Regions from separate parts of the Mus musculus genome. Here region 2 is linked to region 1. Evidence: chromatin contacts called from public promoter capture Hi-C data. All regions are on one chromosome and are shown on one strand. The core of a region is the stretch at or near the end of the contact, and the rest is flanking DNA. Distances in the headings are between cores, read along the strand shown.

Region 1 (3,530 bases), core at 789-3,288:
GTTATGCAGATGCCAATATCGACTGAAAAGTAAAAAAGCTAATTTTGAATTACTAAACAGTAAGTGTTCACACACACACACACACACACACACAAATCCCCATACCTATGGGACCTCATTGGTGAATTCAGCAAAATTCCAAGAAGAAAAAGACTCAATATCAATATCAATTCTTAAAAAGTTCTTCTGAAATTAGAAGTTCCCAACTATCTGTATGAAGCTAATACTTTGCTGATACAAAAATCACACAGATCAACAAAACAATGAAATAAAAATAATTTCCTTTATTATTAAAGAGAATAGAATACATAGGAGTATAGTTAATAAAATAAATGTAAGGGGCTGGAGAGATGGCTCAGCAGTTAAGAGCACCAACTGCTCTTCTGAAGGTCCTGAGTTCAAATCCCAGCAACCATATGATGACTCACAACCATCTGTAATGAGATCTGATTCCCTTTTGTGGAGTGGAGTATCTGAAGACGGCTACAGTGTACTTACTTATAATAAGTAAATAAATCTTTAAAAAAATAAATGTAAGACTTGTATTCTGAAAACTATAAACTATTATTGAAAGAAATTAAAGCCTGGAAGGATGGGAAGGAGCCGCATCCTCCGTATGGATTGAAGACTTCATGCTACATGTGACATCCCCCAAACTGACACATTAGCCCGTGAACTTTCTTTCAAAATCTTCAGAGAAAATGACAAGTCAGTCCTAAAACTCACATGGAAATTTAAGTTTCAGGACAGTTAAATTGATCTTGCAAAAAGAACAAAGTACAATTGTGTCTCTTTATTCCAAAAAATTGGAATGCTATAGTAACTAAGACAGTGTATTCTCACCAAAATAGCTACATAGATAACAGACTGGAAATGAGTCTCAGGAATAAACATGTGTACACTAAAAAAAAAAAAAAATCAATAGACTTTCAACAGCTGTCAACAGAGAAAAAGAAAAAGAATAATAATAAAAAAAAAGGATGCATTTCAAGAGATGGTGTGGGAATGGGCATAGCTCAGTGAAGTGTTTGCCACAAAGTAAGAGGCCCTGGATTCACACCAAGGAGAAAGAGTGAGAGGAAAGAGGGGGGTGGGGCTCCTGTGCTGGAACAACTGGAGGGAGAAGTCCTCCCCTGCCCTCTTGCAAAACTAAGTCAAAGTGGATTGAAACTGAAACAGAAAACTAAGAGCACAAAGCTCTTGGGAAAAATGAGGTCTTGATGCCTCCAAACTTGACAATGTTTTTGTTCATACATCAAAATACCAGTAGCCAAAACAACCAACCATCACCACCAACAACAACAAAAAAAAAAGAAGCAAAAAACAAAACAAAAAACAAACCAAAGATGACCTGAAGTTTCTCAGAGGATAAAACATTTTCAAAACACATATTTCATAGAAAAAGATATATACAGAACATATTTTTTTTTTAAATCATTGCCGCCTGTTGTGGTGGCTGTGCCTTTAATTCCAGAACTGAGGGGCAGACTTAGGCAGAGCTCTGTGAGTTTGAGGTCTGTTTGCACACCGCCACGCTCAGTGAGGAAGACTCTTGCTGTCTTTTCAGAAAGGATTTTAACACACACTTCTCTAAAGCAGATGTTCGCTATCATTAGCTACCAGCTACATATGCCTATGATCCAGCCCCAGGGGACCCAATGTCTCTGGCCTTCACAGATACTGTAAACATGCATGTACCTACACATAGAAACACCCTCCCACACACACTTAAAAATAATAAATCTTTAAAAATAAAACATAAATTGGTAAAGCCATTTTAGAAAATATCCCTGCCATTTCTCAAAAAGGTTAAAGATTTAACATATGACCCAGAAATTTTACTTACATATACATAGAAAAATAAAAACATGTTTTACAAACCTTATATATGAATATTGACATTATTCATAATACATCAAAGAAGAAATAATCCAGTTTCTATCAACTGATGAATTATAAACATAATGTAGTATGTGACAGAAACTACAACACAGATGAACCTTGAACCTGTGCTCTATAAAGAAGCCATCCACACTCAAGGCTGGGGACGAAGTTCAGTGGAAGAACATTTGCCTAGGATTTGCAAGGTCATAGAACTCAGTCAGGACCCTACCCTGCACACCTGCACACACGTGCGCGCGCGCGCACACACACACACACACACACACCCTAAATATGAAATTACATATGATTCTATTTACATAAAATGTTCAGATTCGACAAATCTACAGAAAAAGAAAGTAGATTTATGTTGTTGAGGACTCTTAGAGACAACAGAGTTTCTCTTTGGTGTGAGAAAATGGTTTAAATAAAATAGATTGTGTTAGTAGTTTTACAACTCTACAAATATACTAAATCACTGAACTATACATTTAAAAATGTATGCTTTGATAAACTGCACACACTCCTCTAAATGTTTTTTATCCCCTTTAAGAAGAAAAAGGAAGCTAGGAGGAATTATTCTGTTTATAAGCCCCACTTTCCTTCCCCTCCCCACATTCCTGTTTTGGAGTCTCTGATTCTTTGTAAATCTTTTTTTGTTGTTGTTGTTTTTGTTTGTTTGTTTGTTTGTTTGTTTCAAGACAGGGTTTCTCTGTGTAGCCCTGGTTGTCCTGGAACTCACTTTGTAGACCAGGCTGGCCTCGAACTCAGAAATCCGCCTGTCTCTGCCTCCCGAGTGCTGGGATTAAAGGCGTGCACCACCACCACCCGGCTGTAAATCATTTTTTGTTACTAGGATCAGAGCACCAGTGCTCTGTGTATGACAGGCAAATGCTTCACCACTGAACTACAACACCAGCTTTTTTATTATTGAATTTTGAGACAGAGTCTCACTAAGTGGCCAGAGTGGTCTTGAACTTAACATGTAGTGCTGGCAAGTCCTCAAATTTGTGAGTCAGCCTCTCAAGAATAGTTGTGATTACAGGCATACACCATATCTCCTGGTTAGATAGCTGGCTGGTCTCTGGCTCATGTCATTTCCACAGTAAAATGAAATCTAGCTTATCACAATACAGAAAAGGTTAAATGTTTGTGTCATTAAATAGTTATTAAAATATATACCTCTAATTTGTAAAAGCTATATAAAAAATATAAATGGTATTCAACAAGGAACTCTATGTATGTTATACAATGTATGGTAATATATACTACTAAGCTAATGTAGATGGTCACTTGAATGTGATATATAGCACACAGTCAACTATGAGCAGGAAGAAACGATGGGGAAGTGACTGCTTTTCTTACCTGGTCCAAATGTCGGTCTCTCATGAGCTCATACTCATTTTGCAATGTATGCTGAAACAGAGTCCAGATGATGTGCTCTAGCTCTGGGTGGTCAGACAGAAGGCGTGCACAGAGTGTATTTAGTCGGAGATATGCTAGACGGTACACTGCAGACAGAAGGTGAAAGGGCCTGCTTACTGTCCATTCTCAATTATGAGGGGATTTTTTTTTGAAACATTAAATTCCTTTATACTATTGTAAGTAGCATTTAAACAATAGCCTAACCTCCAAGGCTGTTTTCCTTA
Region 2 (3,348 bases), core at 757-3,256, 160 kb after region 1:
TTTGATACCAAATGTTCTCTTCGGCAGTGGAACTGTAAATTATTATTATTTTATTTCATGCACATTAGTGTTCTGGCTGCACATACGACTGTGTGTCAGATCCCTAGAAATGGAATTACAGACAGTTGTGAGCTGCCGTGTGGCTGCTGGGAATTGGACCTGAGTCCTTTGGAAGAGCAGCCAGTGCTCTTCACTGCTGAGCTATATCTCCAGCCCCCAGATTATTTTTTTCTGTACCTTAGGTTTCATATAAAACAAAATACTACATTTAGAAAGATACACATAGGAGTGGTGGTGGCACACACTTAGCACATGAGGCAAAGGCGGGATCAAAGGTTGATGTCAGACTTGTCTACGTAAGTCTATTCTAAAATAACAGAACCCACTTTTACCCTATTAGTTCAGAAATGTTCAAAAGTCAGTATGCCTTTATCTTGACTAAGACTAAAAGTGAGCATGGACTTCATATAAACTCTGGAGGAAGACTTCAAAATTAGTTTTGAAATCTGGCTTCGAAGCCTTTCTCCCTACTTGGAAACATTAGAACATCTGAAGTAGTCATCGGAGTGGGTTTGGGGAGATGACATCGTAAGTCATAATTAAGTGCAATCAATGTCTTAACACATTGAGAGCACTCTAAACACTAAGCTACAGGTCGCTTTCACCAAAAGTGACGTCGTCAGCTCTGCAAGTCACCCAACTCTTAGACACAGCAAGGGCTGTCAGGTAGTAGCCTCAACTTGGCTGTCCAGGGATGACCTGTCAACACTGTAGCTGACATACTCACACAAGCGCCAATTCATGATGAATCTCTTTACTAGTAACTGTGCTGGGAAAATTAAAGTGCATTTTGAGAAACCCTCCATGCCCAAACATGGTCATCTACAGACAGAAAGTACATGCTTAGAGCAAGGCAGGGACCGTATTCTAATTCACAGAAAGAGGAAAAAGAATTCAGGCTCCCCCCAAAAAATTGTCTGCAGAATTGGCAAGACTGTTCAGTGGGTAGCAGGTACTAGCCCCTAAGCCTAATGATGGGAATCCAATCTCTAGGACGTACACGGTGATAGGAGACAACCGGCTCCTCAAACGTCCTCTGGTCATGTCCCTTCCCCTAGAAGTAAGTACATAGATGTATTAGAAAATCTTAAATATATCTTCCTACTTACCTGAAGAGCAAAATACTTGTACAGGTACGCCCCTCCGAGGATGACGCCAGCAAGCATGAAGGCCAGTCCGAAACACATGCACCAACACCACGCTCTCCTCTGTCCAACCGGAACCACGTCACCCGGGTCCTGGAATGGAAACACAACAGCCACATCAGACACAGAGTAACAGAAGGCTCGGGGGTTATCTATGAAGATAAAGATCAAAGGTGTGAAGGCTCTGATCAAAACTAACCACGGAATGAGGACCGGCGGCACCAAGACTCACCCCCACGCCTCCATGCCAGGCATGGACACTGGTCCCCAGAGACCTCTAGGCAGCCTTCTCTCTCTCAATAGTCTGTCGACTAACAGTGTCTGGAGCTCTGATACAAACCACAATTTGTATTTTCCGTACGCGACTTTTGGCGCCATGTTCTAACATTTGAAATTCAGAAAAGGTTACAACGTGACCTTGGTCCCACAGTTTGTGAGGCTGCTTCACACATCCAGGGGATTTCCTAATTGGATCACTTATAAAACGGTTAGCCTTTACAGGTAGTTTATCTATTTCATTCCAGATATAAAACCATTCCTTAACAATCTATGGGGAAAACTAACACAACACTAACAAAAGATAGGACACTAAAGTTCTTTGGACAAACAGAATCTAAAAATCAGGTCAAAGGTATGCCTGTATAATTAATTCTGTAATTCCACCCTACCGGAATCTCGGTTTGATAATGGCTTCCTTTCATTTTCTTTTTAAGAACTAAAACTGAAACCCAGTACCCAGTACGGACTGTGGACATTACAGGGCGTGAGCCAGTGAGACAGAACGACTGGTGAATGAGGAGGAAAGCACGGTGACACAGGGCACAGCCCAGGGAGCAGCTACGGCTTAGGGATGAGTCACTTGGGAACGCCAACTACATTCTACACTTCATTTCTACCATGAGAGACCGTGTCTGAGTACTGATGGGCAACGTCCAATTCCAAGTCCTGTACCAACACGAACAATGTTAGATAGACGCACCCCACTGATTTTTAGAGCGAGGTTCTCACACCATGTAGCTCAGGCTGACCCCAAACTTGTAGCAATCTTCCTGCCTCTGCCTCCCACCTGCTATGATTACTGGCACAGGCCATTACATTCTCGGGGTTGGAAGCTTTAATTTTAAACACACAGCCATGCAGAATAAATAATATTCGATGTAAGTTCAGGCCACGTGATTTGGCAAGGACTACATGTGAGGCAGCTCTCATCAGGGATGGTGTGTGGATGTTTAGATCAATGTATCTACTAAAGCCTGGAATGGGAGCGAATGGGGAAGAGTTCATCAGAAGTCCTACTAGTGAGAAGTTCTAAGAATCTCAAGTGTGGTAAGATTTTATAGACCCAAACACACGGGCCTGCTTGAGCTTGCCTGACAAACACATCACAGGAGAGGGAAAGTGTCCTAGCATAACTACTCTCAGAGTGGGGACAAGGGTGGGGGATGGAATGACAGATGCAAACAGTTGCTCTCAGCATTTGTTACCAGCTGTTCAGACAGCCAAGTGTGCATCACGCAGCCCTACCTGCCAGGCTCCCTCCTGTGAGTCCATAAATCAGCGGCTGTGGACCATGGGTGGACACAGAGAAAGAATATGCAGCCTCACGGTTACATGGACAGTGAGTTCTCAGACTTTTTGATTTTTGATTTATCATTGTAACTATGTAACAAACAGTGAGTTTGAGAATAAATTACACATCTAATGTGTTTAAACAGTTGCCCTGGGCACCAGGAATACAGACTTTGCCAAGGCAAAGATAGGCTGGATCACTGCGGATAATAAATATACAAAAAGGGCCAAGCAGATTGTGCGTATATAGAATCATAGCACTTGGGGGTGAAGTGGGAGACTTCGGCTAGTGACTGCTGTGAGTTGGAGGTTAGCCTAGACTACACAGGAAGCTCTAGGCCGGCCTTATCTTTCATATAAAACCCCTTTCTTATCTAATGAAGCACAGAACAACATGAACGTGGGCTCTGACAGGAAAAATGCAGAGTGAGACGGGATGGATTAAGGGAGAGACTTCCCAGGGAGAGAACACGGCATGGAAGGACACGGGGCAAACACATACTGCCAGGCAGAAGACAGGGTTCCAGGAAACGATGCAAAAGGTAAAGAACGAATAACATCATGAAGGCAGAAT

What was found. Capture Hi-C pulls out chosen DNA fragments and counts their contacts.
Region 2: a contact with region 1 is called in a promoter capture Hi-C map of liver. The contact joins two enhancer-like sites. A contact is called at or near these places in 1 of 39 promoter capture datasets (neutrophils) and 3 of 9 other capture datasets (adipose tissue, liver and pancreatic islet).

Annotation. Positions count from the first base shown.
Region 1 is chr14:73,208,358-73,211,887 of GRCm38.p6, forward strand. Rb1 (RB transcriptional corepressor 1) reads right to left here. Exons shown (of 27, transcript NM_009029.3): 20 at 3,247-3,392. Among named protein-coding and RNA genes, the nearest start is that of Mir687, 3.3 kb to the left of the region's middle. Within about 2 kb of position 2,039, at least 11 of the 459 cell types and tissues checked have an H3K27ac peak or open chromatin away from gene starts, as enhancers often do. A contact at or near this core is called in liver, where this site is marked.
Region 2 is chr14:73,367,130-73,370,477 of GRCm38.p6, forward strand. It overlaps Itm2b (integral membrane protein 2B), which reads right to left. Exons shown (of 6, transcript NM_008410.3): 2 at 1,170-1,298. Among named protein-coding and RNA genes, the nearest start is that of Itm2b, 16 kb to the right of the region's middle. Within about 2 kb of position 2,007, at least 62 of the 459 cell types and tissues checked have an H3K27ac peak or open chromatin away from gene starts, as enhancers often do. A contact at or near this core is called in liver, where this site is marked.